Regions from separate parts of the Gossypium hirsutum genome. Here region 1 is linked to region 2. A link is a contact called in public Hi-C data. All regions are on one chromosome and are shown on one strand. Each heading gives the region's core, a stretch centred on a gene start, on an enhancer-like site or on the middle of the called end of the contact. The rest is flanking DNA. Distances are from core to core; before and after follow the strand shown.

What was found. Hi-C and Micro-C count contacts between places; a contact is called where the count stands out from the background.
Region 1: a contact with region 2 is called in a Hi-C map of leaf, with 1.9 times the contacts expected there. The contact joins the promoter of LOC107950395 here to the promoter of LOC107950408 in region 2. A contact is called at or near these places in 4 of 34 Hi-C or Micro-C datasets (all in leaf).

What each region holds. Positions count from the first base shown.
Region 1 is chrD03:5,982,798-5,988,735 of Gossypium_hirsutum_v2.1, forward strand. LOC107950395 (FCS-Like Zinc finger 6) reads right to left here and starts at 2,834. Exons shown (of 3, transcript XM_016885241.2): 1 at 2,272-2,834; 2 at 1,835-1,948; 3 at 1,101-1,532. The coding sequence starts at 2,585. The coding sequence ends at 1,867. LOC107950396 (a long non-coding RNA gene) reads left to right here. Exons shown (of 5, transcript XR_005911112.1): 5 at 1-1,532.
Region 2 is chrD03:5,798,156-5,803,895 of Gossypium_hirsutum_v2.1, forward strand. LOC107950408 (GPI ethanolamine phosphate transferase 2) reads right to left here and starts at 3,905. Exons shown (of 17, transcript XM_016885250.2): 1 at 3,662-3,905; 2 at 3,442-3,535; 3 at 3,284-3,328; 4 at 3,016-3,183; 5 at 2,683-2,767; 6 at 2,480-2,586; 7 at 2,306-2,386; 8 at 1,282-1,334. The coding sequence starts at 3,786.

The sequences.
Region 1 (5,938 bases), core at 1,584-4,083, 180 kb after region 2:
AATTATCGATTGAGACGAAAATACCTCTAAGGAGGGGTTTCTGCACATCCAATTTGATTCTAAGGCGACACAAATCTCCATTGATTTCAGATTTAATTACTCCTCCAAAAGTAACCCCAATGGCATGAAATAGATTTTTTTTGTCGAATTCTGGTAAACACGGTCCGATCTTAATCCAAAACGGGGAAGAATTAAGTCAAATCTGACTTTTTTCAATCGGTTTAACCAACTGATCAAACAGTACAAGCTTTTTCCAAAACAATCATGGTCATCCCTCCATAACTATCTCTAGATCTTCTTCAGTATGAAACACAATTAGAAAAAGATTTTGCCCTGCCAACTGAATCTCAAATTTTTTCCTCGTCTTTTAGATGCTTTTCATCTGTGCCCTAAAACTATCCGGATTTTAGGATTTTTTCTGTCCATATTGTGCAAAGCAGAGTTGGTTTCACGTTTGGTACCACCATCGAACACTTAACATATAATTGGATGAGTTCTTCTTCTAGAAGGGAGATCTCATCGCCTCCCACCCTATCGTCGCCACCAGTTTCCTCCATCCCAAGCGGCAGTAGTTACTACTTTCACTAGGATTCTAAGCAAAGCACTCTTGGCTCTTTTTCCTTAATTATTCATAAGGTTTAAATGTAAGTTTAAATTAGACATTATTAGTAAGATTAAAATTATAAAATAATGATTTTTCAAAAATAACGATATACTATTATCAAGCAAAAATAATTACATTTAGTGTTTAACTTTTAATAATATATCAAATAATTTTATAATATAAATTCAATGATTATAAAATTTAATATTAAAAATTTAGTACTTAATTTTCAACTCTTTACACCTTTACTTTTATTTTATTTGGTAACGCTAAAATGAAAAAAACAAAACAAAGAAAATATGCATGAGAAAATTAAAGATATAAAATAGTTAAAAGTAAAAAAAGAAAAAAGAAGGTAAAGTCCCAAGTTTGAGATTTTCTAATTAATCCAATTTTTTTTTCTCAGTGAAAATCTTTAACTTTGTTCATTGTACTAAAATGGCAACAATTTGAATAGAATTAAGGTGATAAATATAAAGTTATGTTTGACATTAGATTTTGATAAAGAAAATTATAATTTAAAGATGAGATTTTCTTTTATTGTAATGATTCATTTGTTTGTGACATTAATAATTGATGGGTTGAATATATAGTGGAAGTAGTGATGGTGGTAGTAAAAAAAGGAAACTATATAAGAAAGTGTTATAACATTGGAATCCATATATAAGAACCTCAAAGCTTTGGCTATTTGCATCACCATCCACTTCTTTATAATAATTTAACTGCACCCACGATTATATATGACGAAAGCCCATTGATTTCTACTCTTCTTCTACTGAGGCTGGCTGGGTTTGGATTTTGGCTTAATTCCTATCGAAATTACTCATTCATCTACTTTCTTCAAAGTTCAAGCAGCAATCACAAGCTTCGCTTTAGAAGTCTTGGAGGAGGTGGTGGTTGAAGAGGAATGGGCATGGCGGTCTTCTTTCTTTGAAGTATTAATGTTTATGTGAAAATAGAACGTTAGTAATGATAATATATCGAAAAAAATAATAAATAAATAACATACAGATTTTTATGTATAAACCGTTTCAAGAAAAAATCATGGGCAAAGGAGAAGAAAATTCATTATGTCAAATTCGAATAATTACAAGAGAATTTTGATATAGGTAGAAAAAAACTTAATTTTAATCAAAGTCAAATATATTATGTTAATAAATACTAAATATGTTATACTCATAAAAACTAAATCTTGTTTCTATAAGATATATTTTGTTTAACTTAACTTACAAATAATCTGTTAGAATTTGGTTCAAACAACTCTAGCCGTTTAGCTTTTCTTTTCTTTCATCTTGCTTCATCTGTTTTTCTCTACACTCTTGACTACAAAACGCTGTATCCCCCCTGCAATAATGTTATTCTTTTTCATTATTTGACAAATAATTCAACCCAAATATTGGCTTTAATTCTCTGTTAATAATTATAATTCTACATATAACTTCTAGATACCATATATTAATATAAATTTTTTAAAAAAAGGTAAGAAGCAAAGACGGAGTTCTAAGGGAGGTTTAAATGTTGTTTGGATGGAAAGAAAGAGAAATATAATTTTTTTCTCTTTCTTTTCTTGTTCATACAACTTTAGATTCAATCTTAATATATATGATCTGAATTTTCAATAAAATTTAAAAGAAAATAAATGAAACTGGATGAAAGGAGAAGAATACCTATACATATATATGTCACGACCAGGAGCTAAGCGGCGATTACAAAGCCAACAAGCTCGCAAAAAAGGAGCAGCGGCAGTGGTGCCGCTGTCGATGACATGGCTAGTAAAAGAAGCTGGGTTTCTGGGCGACACCATGGCCAAGAAGCGTTGATCGTAACGGGAGTTAGCGTCGGGGGATTCATGCAAAGGGTGGATTTGAGGGGGAGGATGGGATATGATTGGGTCTTGGTGGTGGTCGACGACATCGACGGTGATGCCCGTCATGCTTGTCGTCCTCTTGATCGACTGACGTGAGCGTTTTCCGAGCATCATCCTGCTATATATATGTATGCGTATTGGCTTTCTCTCTTGTTTTTGCTCTAGTGAATAGCAAAGAGAGTGGGAACGGAAGGAAAAGCGAGGTGGGGGAGATAAATTAAGGGTGAGAGGATTGAAATGTAAAACATGGTTGATTATGCATATTTTAACCTTTAGGGAAGAATCGAGGGAATCTTTGGCACCCTCAGCTGGAAGTTTTTAAATACGAAAGAGATTCTTTTGGAGTTTTGGGAAGGTTAGTTATTTAATTATATAAAAGTCCATTATTGCTACGTGTCGGGTTGCTGGCATTGCTTTTACAAGCCTTGACATTTTGTTGCTAATGTCCCATCTTTCTTTTCTCACCTTTGGAACACACCTACTCCTTTTTCATCTCTCTACCAAACTTAGGAATTCCAATTTCATAATAACACTTTTAAAGCTTTAATTTAAGTTTTAAATGTTTGATGTTGGTGTTAAAAATGTTTTTAAGAAATAAAATAAAATATATATTTAAATGACATTTAAATTTGTGACATTTCAATAAAAGATAATTTTGTTGATACATAGTATCAATGGAGGTAAATGAGAAGGAGAGGGGCAGTATCGAAGAAGATCAGTTCAACCACTCTAGGGTTGAAAGCCAAAAAAAATAAAGACTCTTTTTTTTTCTAGACCCTGATACGTTAAGCATTCATCCTAAGTTTATTTACTTTTTTGGCTTTCAACTCTAGAGTGGGTGAACCGGCCTCCCTCGACACCACCCCCTCTCCTCCTCCTTTGTCTCTGTTGATCCTGTGTATCAACAAATTTATTGTAACCTACTATTAGTATTTTGATATATGAAATATGAAATTTAAAAATTTTAAAAAAAATAATTATTTGTAAAACTTAATTTGAGTATATAAATTATATTTTAAATATAAAAATATAATCTTTACAAATTTAAATATATAACATTGGTTTCTAAAAGATACAATTTGATTAACAATGGATTATAATTAGTTAAATATCTTAAATATAATTCATTCAACTCAATGAACTTTGTTTCTTAGTATTAGGGGATCTTTAATTTCGCACTTTTTCTTTAGAATTTTGAGGTACACCCACTACAGTCTATAATATATAACTTAGCCTTAAATCATGGTCCAAATGCTACAATGTTGACAAGTTGGGAAATCACTACAAAATTCCTAGGCTTTTAATATCAAATCTAACGTAATTTGGAGTTTAATTAATCTCAAATTTCATTGAAATTAAATTTAGGTTTGGTTTTAGTTGTCACGATAATTTGAGTTTCCTTAATTTAATAGTACGATTTAATCTAATTTGACTTAAATTGAGCTTAAATCATATCTTAATAAATGTTGCAGTTATATAGATCTAATTCGATTGAAAAGAATGAACAAAAATGATATATATATATATATATATATAAACGTTAGGTTAGAGAAACTTTTAAACAAATTAATCGTTTGTTGTTCATTGTATTATTGATTTTACCATTTTAAAATTTTCTTTGCTATTCATAAGATTTATAACATTTATAAATAAAAATTTTATTTTATTTAAATATTTAGTTAAATAAATTTATTTAAAAGGAAGGTTTGACACTTATAGAGGAAAAACGTTAAAATTTATATTAATTTATTTTTTATTTTTTCATAAGCAAGAAATATAAAAGAAAATTATATAATTACTTTATTTTTAAATATTAAAATTTAATTATGTATATCATAACTAACTCTTAACTTCTTATTTATTAAAGATTCCATTTTTTTAATTAAATTTATGTGAATGTTTTTAAATGCTAAATATTATTATTTTTTAAAATTCTCCTTTTTTTCTCTAAGTCTGATTATTTTTTCTATTTTGTTTTGCTTAACCGCGATGTTAGCTTTTGGGCCGGCTACTGCCCACCTTTTTTCTCTCCCTCCCATCAATTTCCTCGTTTTTTTTTTCTTATTCTCAGTCACTCCATGTGTTTTCTCTCTTTTAGTTTGCAGATCTATTTTGTGGATGTCTCTGCTGTCTTCACAAGTTGTGATAGACAAATGACATTGCCTATCGTCGCTGAAACTCCACCAGCCATCAACAGTTTCTCTTAGAAAGTGGGTGGCTTTTTATCAGCTTCTTAATTTGTTTCTATTTTGAAGGTATTTCAGAATAATAAATGATTTCACGAGTCGATTTAGACACGTCTTAAGTTTTATATGTTCTTTTGTTTATTTTTATTATTTAATAAGTTTTCACTTTTAGAGATTTTTGTTTACTTTTGTAGCACGTTTTTAGTCTTATTTTATGCATGTAATCTTGCTTTTACAAGTGATTTTAAGGATGGTTTTGTCGTTGTCCTCTCCAATTTAATTGATGCTCGATTTTTACCCGTCGCTTTGAACCGTTCAAAGTTGATTCCTTATCCTATTAAGTGCTTGCAATCACTCTAGATATATCATCCTTGAGTTGTGACAGAGTCAATTGTCAATGTGTCATAATGTTCTATGATGTTGAGGTTGAAGCCTTTGTTGTATTAATAGAGCTTGTCATGTACCACTTACAACAAGTAATTATTACTTTTTTTTTTTGAATTATATAGTTCCATTCTTTCAATTTCATTTTTATTCGCGAAGGTTACCTTTCAACTATGAGTTGAAAAACTATTCAGTCTACTGATAACAAATTTGAAAGATGAACTTTTAGTTTTGAACTCTTATATTTAGTTGGTAAAAAGGGAATTTTTAGTTAATAAACTTTTATTTAATTTCAATGTAAAATAAGGAAGAAGAGAAAAATAGAAAAGAAAGGAAAACATAAACATATAATTTTATATGAAAATGACCAGAATTAAACGTAAACGCAAGGAAGAAGAGAGCTATGGTGACGTGATGACTAGAAATTAGTTGTATCTCTAAAATTCATACTGACTTCAATAAAAAAAATCAAAATTAAGATATTTATCAATGGTAATAATGATTAATTCTTTTTTCGTAAGTACTTTCTAAAAAGATAAACGATTGGTCATGAAATCTTGTTTTATTTTGATGGGCAGAGATCAAATCCCTTATCAGATGGTTAAGGGATAAAGTAAACAACTACTACGAATAACAATAGAAAAAATTATCTTTAACATACTTAACTTTTTTTTAACTAAAATAGAATTTTAATTTTAACTAGAAATTTAATATTGATCAATAAAAAAATGTAAAACTATTTAGTTTTACTTGGGTAAGTATTATAATTACCAATCAAATACTTGAACTAAAAGCAAACAGAATAAATTTCAAGTATAAAGATTGGAGGAATAATTGAAAAAAAGAAGAGAAAAAGAAATCAAGCTGGTGGACATCCAAAGCCACTCCTTCCAAGTT
Region 2 (5,740 bases), core at 2,655-5,154:
TTATGATTTTTATATTTATATTAGTATCTAAGATAATTTATTCATAAATATACTTTCAATATATATAATTCTTTAGTATAAATATGATGTATGTGAATTCTTGTATATATATTATTTTAGTACATATATCTAGCACATATTTAAAATATATACAGGGTACATAAAATCTTTTAAGGGGTAAAATAGTAAATTTAAAAGGTGTGGCCAGGCAGTGCAAAGCAAGAATTTACCAAAACTGCCCCGCTCCACTGCCTGTCTCCATGGCTAAAAAATAAAAATAAAAAGTAAAAACCTCCCCATTTGGAGCAGGTCGAGTTTTACCATCCTTAATCACATTACACCTCAATCATGCATTTTGCTCCAAATGGTGATATAAGGATACTGCATTGACAATTACACTGCATCCGATCCTAGACATATAAAATATTTTACACCACAAACACAAAGCATCCTGAAAATAGCCTTAATAGGAAAAGTGGAGATTGGTTTTTTGAATCATCCAACATGCAGTGCTACTAGGTAAAGAGTAAATGACAAATAATGTCCCCACCCCCCCCCCACAAAAAAAAAAAAAAAAGAAGCAGAAAAAGCTGCGCTGATGGAAGGCATAAATTAGCCAAATACATAAATCTTATATTTACACTTCTTAGTATTTTCTAAATATATATATATATTTGCACTTCTTAGTAAATAAAATTCGCCAATATGTTGACAAGCTCACATTGTAGATCATGTAATAACCCATTTCTATATTTTTAGTTCTATTGCTCTTTACTGTATGCGTCATTACTTTATCCAGCAAATTTGCATGTCATCTAGACCCATAAATACAATTTGATCCAAGCCAAACAAAGAACAGAACTTTGAAAAGGAATTAATCTCCATAGGGGAAAAATTAGAGAAAAGGATATATTTACCTATTTATCCCATAACGAAACAGGCAAAATAAAACAATTTATTGATCATCGTGTAAAACACAACTCATGCCAAGAAGCTGCATTTTCATAATTAAATGTAGGTAGTGTAACATAATTAGTTATACATGTATAGATAGCAACAAATATCAGTCATTTAGGTTTTAATGACATGTTTCTCTATGCATGTGTCTGTTGCAACAAACATCACTCCTTTTGGTTTTGATTAAATGTCCCATGTAACTGCTGAGAATGAAAATGCATATCAAGAATATATTGCCTTAGAATCCAATTGTAGCCTAAATTGAAGAATAAAACTGCAATTTAGTTCAAATGAAGATAAAGGTAAAATCATATAATGTAATACCTGTTCCGCCCACCAATATGTCCAACATGATCCAATCCTAGATAGTGCAGAATCTGCAAACAGCACCAATTAAAATGTGCTACAATGGAGGTAAAGTATACCACCAAGAAAACCACAATTCAACAATCCAATTTTCAACTTAGCTTTCAGAATATCTAAATATAGCAAATAATGCAATTTGAGAAACTTTCACATGACAAATAGCAGCTTCTAATTCTCAGCATACAAAGAGTTTAACAAGAACATTAATTTAGCAGAAGAAACAGAGAAGGCTTAAAACAAAGGCACAATCAGGCTGATGCTTAACATTATAATAACATAATAGATCTGAATCAAGGTGAGCAATGGAAGTAAAAATAATGAAGAGAATGCAACAATAAGCAGGCCCAACCTAACATAATAAATCCTATCAAATTAAAAAGAGAAAACCATACAAACAGGAAATCTACTCTCATTCTTGCTCAATCTAGAGCCATTTCTTTTATGGCATTGTGAAGCCTATTTTACTGTTGTCAATATAGAATGTACCGGAACTGATGTGTAGTTATTGGAGTACTTTCATGACATCATACTACATTCATGTCCCTCTTACTCTGCATAACATTATTAATGGTTTTCAACTATGACGTTTGATCATATTGAACTCCAACATAGCACCTAAGATTGGTATGTTAAGTTAATCTTCAAAGCAGTCAATGAATAGTTTATTAATTATATTGGATTTATAACTAAGCTCAGCAAACAGGATGGAGACAAATAAGAACAAGAAAAACACAGAAACCAACCTAGGCAGCACCAGCACAGTAGCATGAATGTAAACAGTGGTAACCACGAACATCTTAACTTAGAAAAGTAGAAACTAGAGAGTACCTAAGCTGGCAACCTTTGGTGTCTTGAGTATTATGTTTCTCCAATTATAATAATAATAAAGTAAAAAAAAAAAAAACTGAGATGGGGACAAACATCAATATAACAATATTACAAGATATTTCCTTTTAGATCAAGGAAAATAAAAAATGCTAACCAAAAGATCCCAGTCATCTTTACTAAGTTCATCTCCCAAATGTCGCGAAACATTTTGATCTACTTGCACAGTATCCTTCACCTGTATCAATAACAAATTATGTAAAGTCAGGAATCTGCTCACATAATTTTTACAGATAAAGATAAAACACTGCATGCCAAGAATGAGAAATACATAGAAGCTGCTAACACCATCATGCCTTTTGAATAACCCAGGAAACAACTTAAGCCATGTTTCATCACCGAGCATCACCATTTTCCGGCCAATCTTGAAAAACTGACCTGCCATATGAGTGAATAATGAAGCCCCTCAATAGATCCATTAAAAGTAAAACGTACTCTTGCATTACAGAACATCAAGGTAACTTTAAATCTAACCAAGAAGATTGTCATCTGTCATAGCCTGTGTGTTAAAATTGAATGCTACATCCAAGAATCCACCAATTGCACCAGAGACCATAGCCTACAATCACAAGCTAACACCGTGAGGCCAAAACCATATTCCAGAAAAACATATAACTTCATATATTTTTAAAAGGAGTTAGATTAGTTGTTTCCATATCAGTTGCAAACCAAACAATTCAGGATGCTGGCATGACTTGTTCAAGCAAATGAAATTTTGTGGCCCCATGCATGCTGCGCAACAGCTAATGTGATAGGATGGATATATGTAACAATTTCTCCTTTAGGAACAATCAGAAAAGTCCACACCTTTAATCGAGGCATTGTTACAGTAGGAGGGGCAGCCTTAGCATGGTAACCAATAGCCGATCCACTGGCTAGCAATGACTGAGTATAAGGCATTGCCTCCTTAAATTGCTTATTAGGCGGTTTCCCATCTTTTCCAAACACGAATTCTGCTGGAAGACCGTCTACAATCTACACTAAACTAAACTCCTTGTAAATTATACAACAAAAACTCAAATTAACCCTTTAAACAGAAACAAACTAAGCAACTAACTAACTAAAACTAACTTACCATTAAAATAAGTCTATCAAACGAAGGAGGAATCCCCGACAATTCCTAAGTCACAGAAAAAAGAACGGTCTTCAGAATTTCAAAGCAATTGGAAAGGCACGGTTCGTTTATTTATTTATTTTCATTTATTTTAGATTAAAAACTCTATTAGAACGAACTTGATATAATGATTTGAGTTGATCGGACGGCAAGGTCGTGTCGCTTTGATTGCTAACGAAGTCGCATGCCGGCACGTAAAAACTCTCCGAACCACTGAAGATAAAGCAAAACATTTAAAACAAAAAAAGAAAAAATTGAATTGAATTGTTTAGAATTGTGATCTGATTTCAAATTGAAAATGAGATATTCTTTCGTTTTCGAATGAAACAAAGTGTTTACCTGGTGCCGGGAAGAGCCGGTTTTACCGGGAAAAAGCCGAAGACGAAAAAGGAAAGGCCGATGACTTGAGTTACGACTCCGGCTATGGTGATTAAAGACAGTTTGGTGCAAGTCAGAGGCGCCATCTTTTAGGATTTTGAATTAGGAAACGTTCAAAAACCCTAATTTCCTTAAATCAATAGAGTGGAATTCAGAAACGGAAAGGGGGATGAACAGATTTGCATTAGCTGAGCCTGAGAGCCAATGCAAGATTTGAACATACTTTTCGATTTTAAAAGGGTTAATTCCAATTGATATCCTCAAATTATGGTCCCGATTGTAAATTGGTATACAAACTCTGAAACGTTTTAATTGAATCATTAAGGTATTAATAATGAATCAATTTAAGTATTTCATCATCGATCTAGCGATTAGCTTGAGTATTATAGAGGTAAAACTACCATAACAATCCTTATATTATATCTTGAATTACATTTTGATCCCTATATTGAAAAATAGGTAAAGTAATCCATGTGCATTAGAGGAAGGGTAAACTACAACACATATCATCCTAAAATAGCGCCATTCTTATTTTGGTCACCTTAATTTTTGTTGTCAATTTAATTACTCTAATTAAGATAATTGCTCGAATTAATCATCCTGTAAAAATTCCTTTAATTCCCTAAACGGACTATTGATGTGATATTTTTTTTACTTTTGACTAAATTTAGGGATCTCTTAATAATTAATCCAAAACTCTCTTTTTTTTTCTCCAATGCTTAACTTTTCCTAGTTGAGAACATTTAGCTTTTGGGGAAGATTTTGATCATCTTTTGGAGTTCCATATGAATCTAAATCAGCCACTATCATACTACCATAATCAATTTGAAAAAGGAAACAGTGAAAGAAAACTATAAACTTCTACAAAAATGACCGTCATCGAAAAAAAAAATAGTAACAAAAGGAATAAACACGAAGAAGAAGAGCTTGAAAAGGTGACAGAAAGCTATAAGCTTAAACGAAAGCCACCATCACAGTCATTGGAACGCGAAAAGCAGATTGCTAAACCCGAAAAAGAAGAGCTTGAAAAGGTATCAGAAAAGTATAAACTTAAACGAAAGCAACCATCGCCTTCATCGGAACCCGAACAAGAGCTTGAAAGGTGACAGAAAGCAATCACCTTCTACAAGAGAATCCACTAGGAGTCTATAATACTGGGATTAATGAAGTTGGGAAACAAGTGTTGGATTTTAGTTATTTTTCTAAAAGCTCATATGATACCAAACAAAAAAAACTGTCCAGAAATTATCAAACAAGCAATGAAAACTAATTAAAAATAGTATTTTGGACTAGTTATAAGGGTACTTAACATCAATCAAAAGTAAAAAAAAAAATCATGTTAGCAATTCGTTAATAGATTAATGAAAATTTTAATGGCAATAACCAATTTGAGCAATTATCATAATTAGAGTGATTAAATTGACAAAAAAATTTAGAGGGACCAAAATAGAAATAACATTATTTTAGAATAACCTGCGGTATAATTATTAAATGAATGATAAAAATAGTCTTTATTAAACTCCCTAAATGCTTATATATAAGAAAAATAACAAATTATCCTTGAACTTTTACGCTTTTATTCCATTTAACTTTTTTTTTATCAGAAGTAAATTGAGAATTAACCTTCCACCACTAATGTAACACCATTTTTTTATATACCACCTAAGTAAATAATCACTAATATATAAAAAATTTACTCTCTCTCTTTTCTTATATCAATAGATGGAAACGATATTAAAAGAAGATTAATAAACAAGAAAAGATGTCTTATGCTCAATCATTGCTAGCAGTGAATTGGCTATTGGTTACCATGCTAAGGTGTGGACTTTTCTTGTTATTCTTAAAGGAGAAATTGTTATATTCATCCACCTTTTACATTAGCCATTGCCCAACATACATTGGACCAAAATGTTTCATTTGCTGAAGCAAGTCATGTCAGCATCCTGAATTGCGGGGTTTAAAATTGATATGGGAACATGTTGAACTTTGGCCTGCAATGCAACAATAGAGAAGTTTTGAAGCTTAACCAGTGCAGCAGTT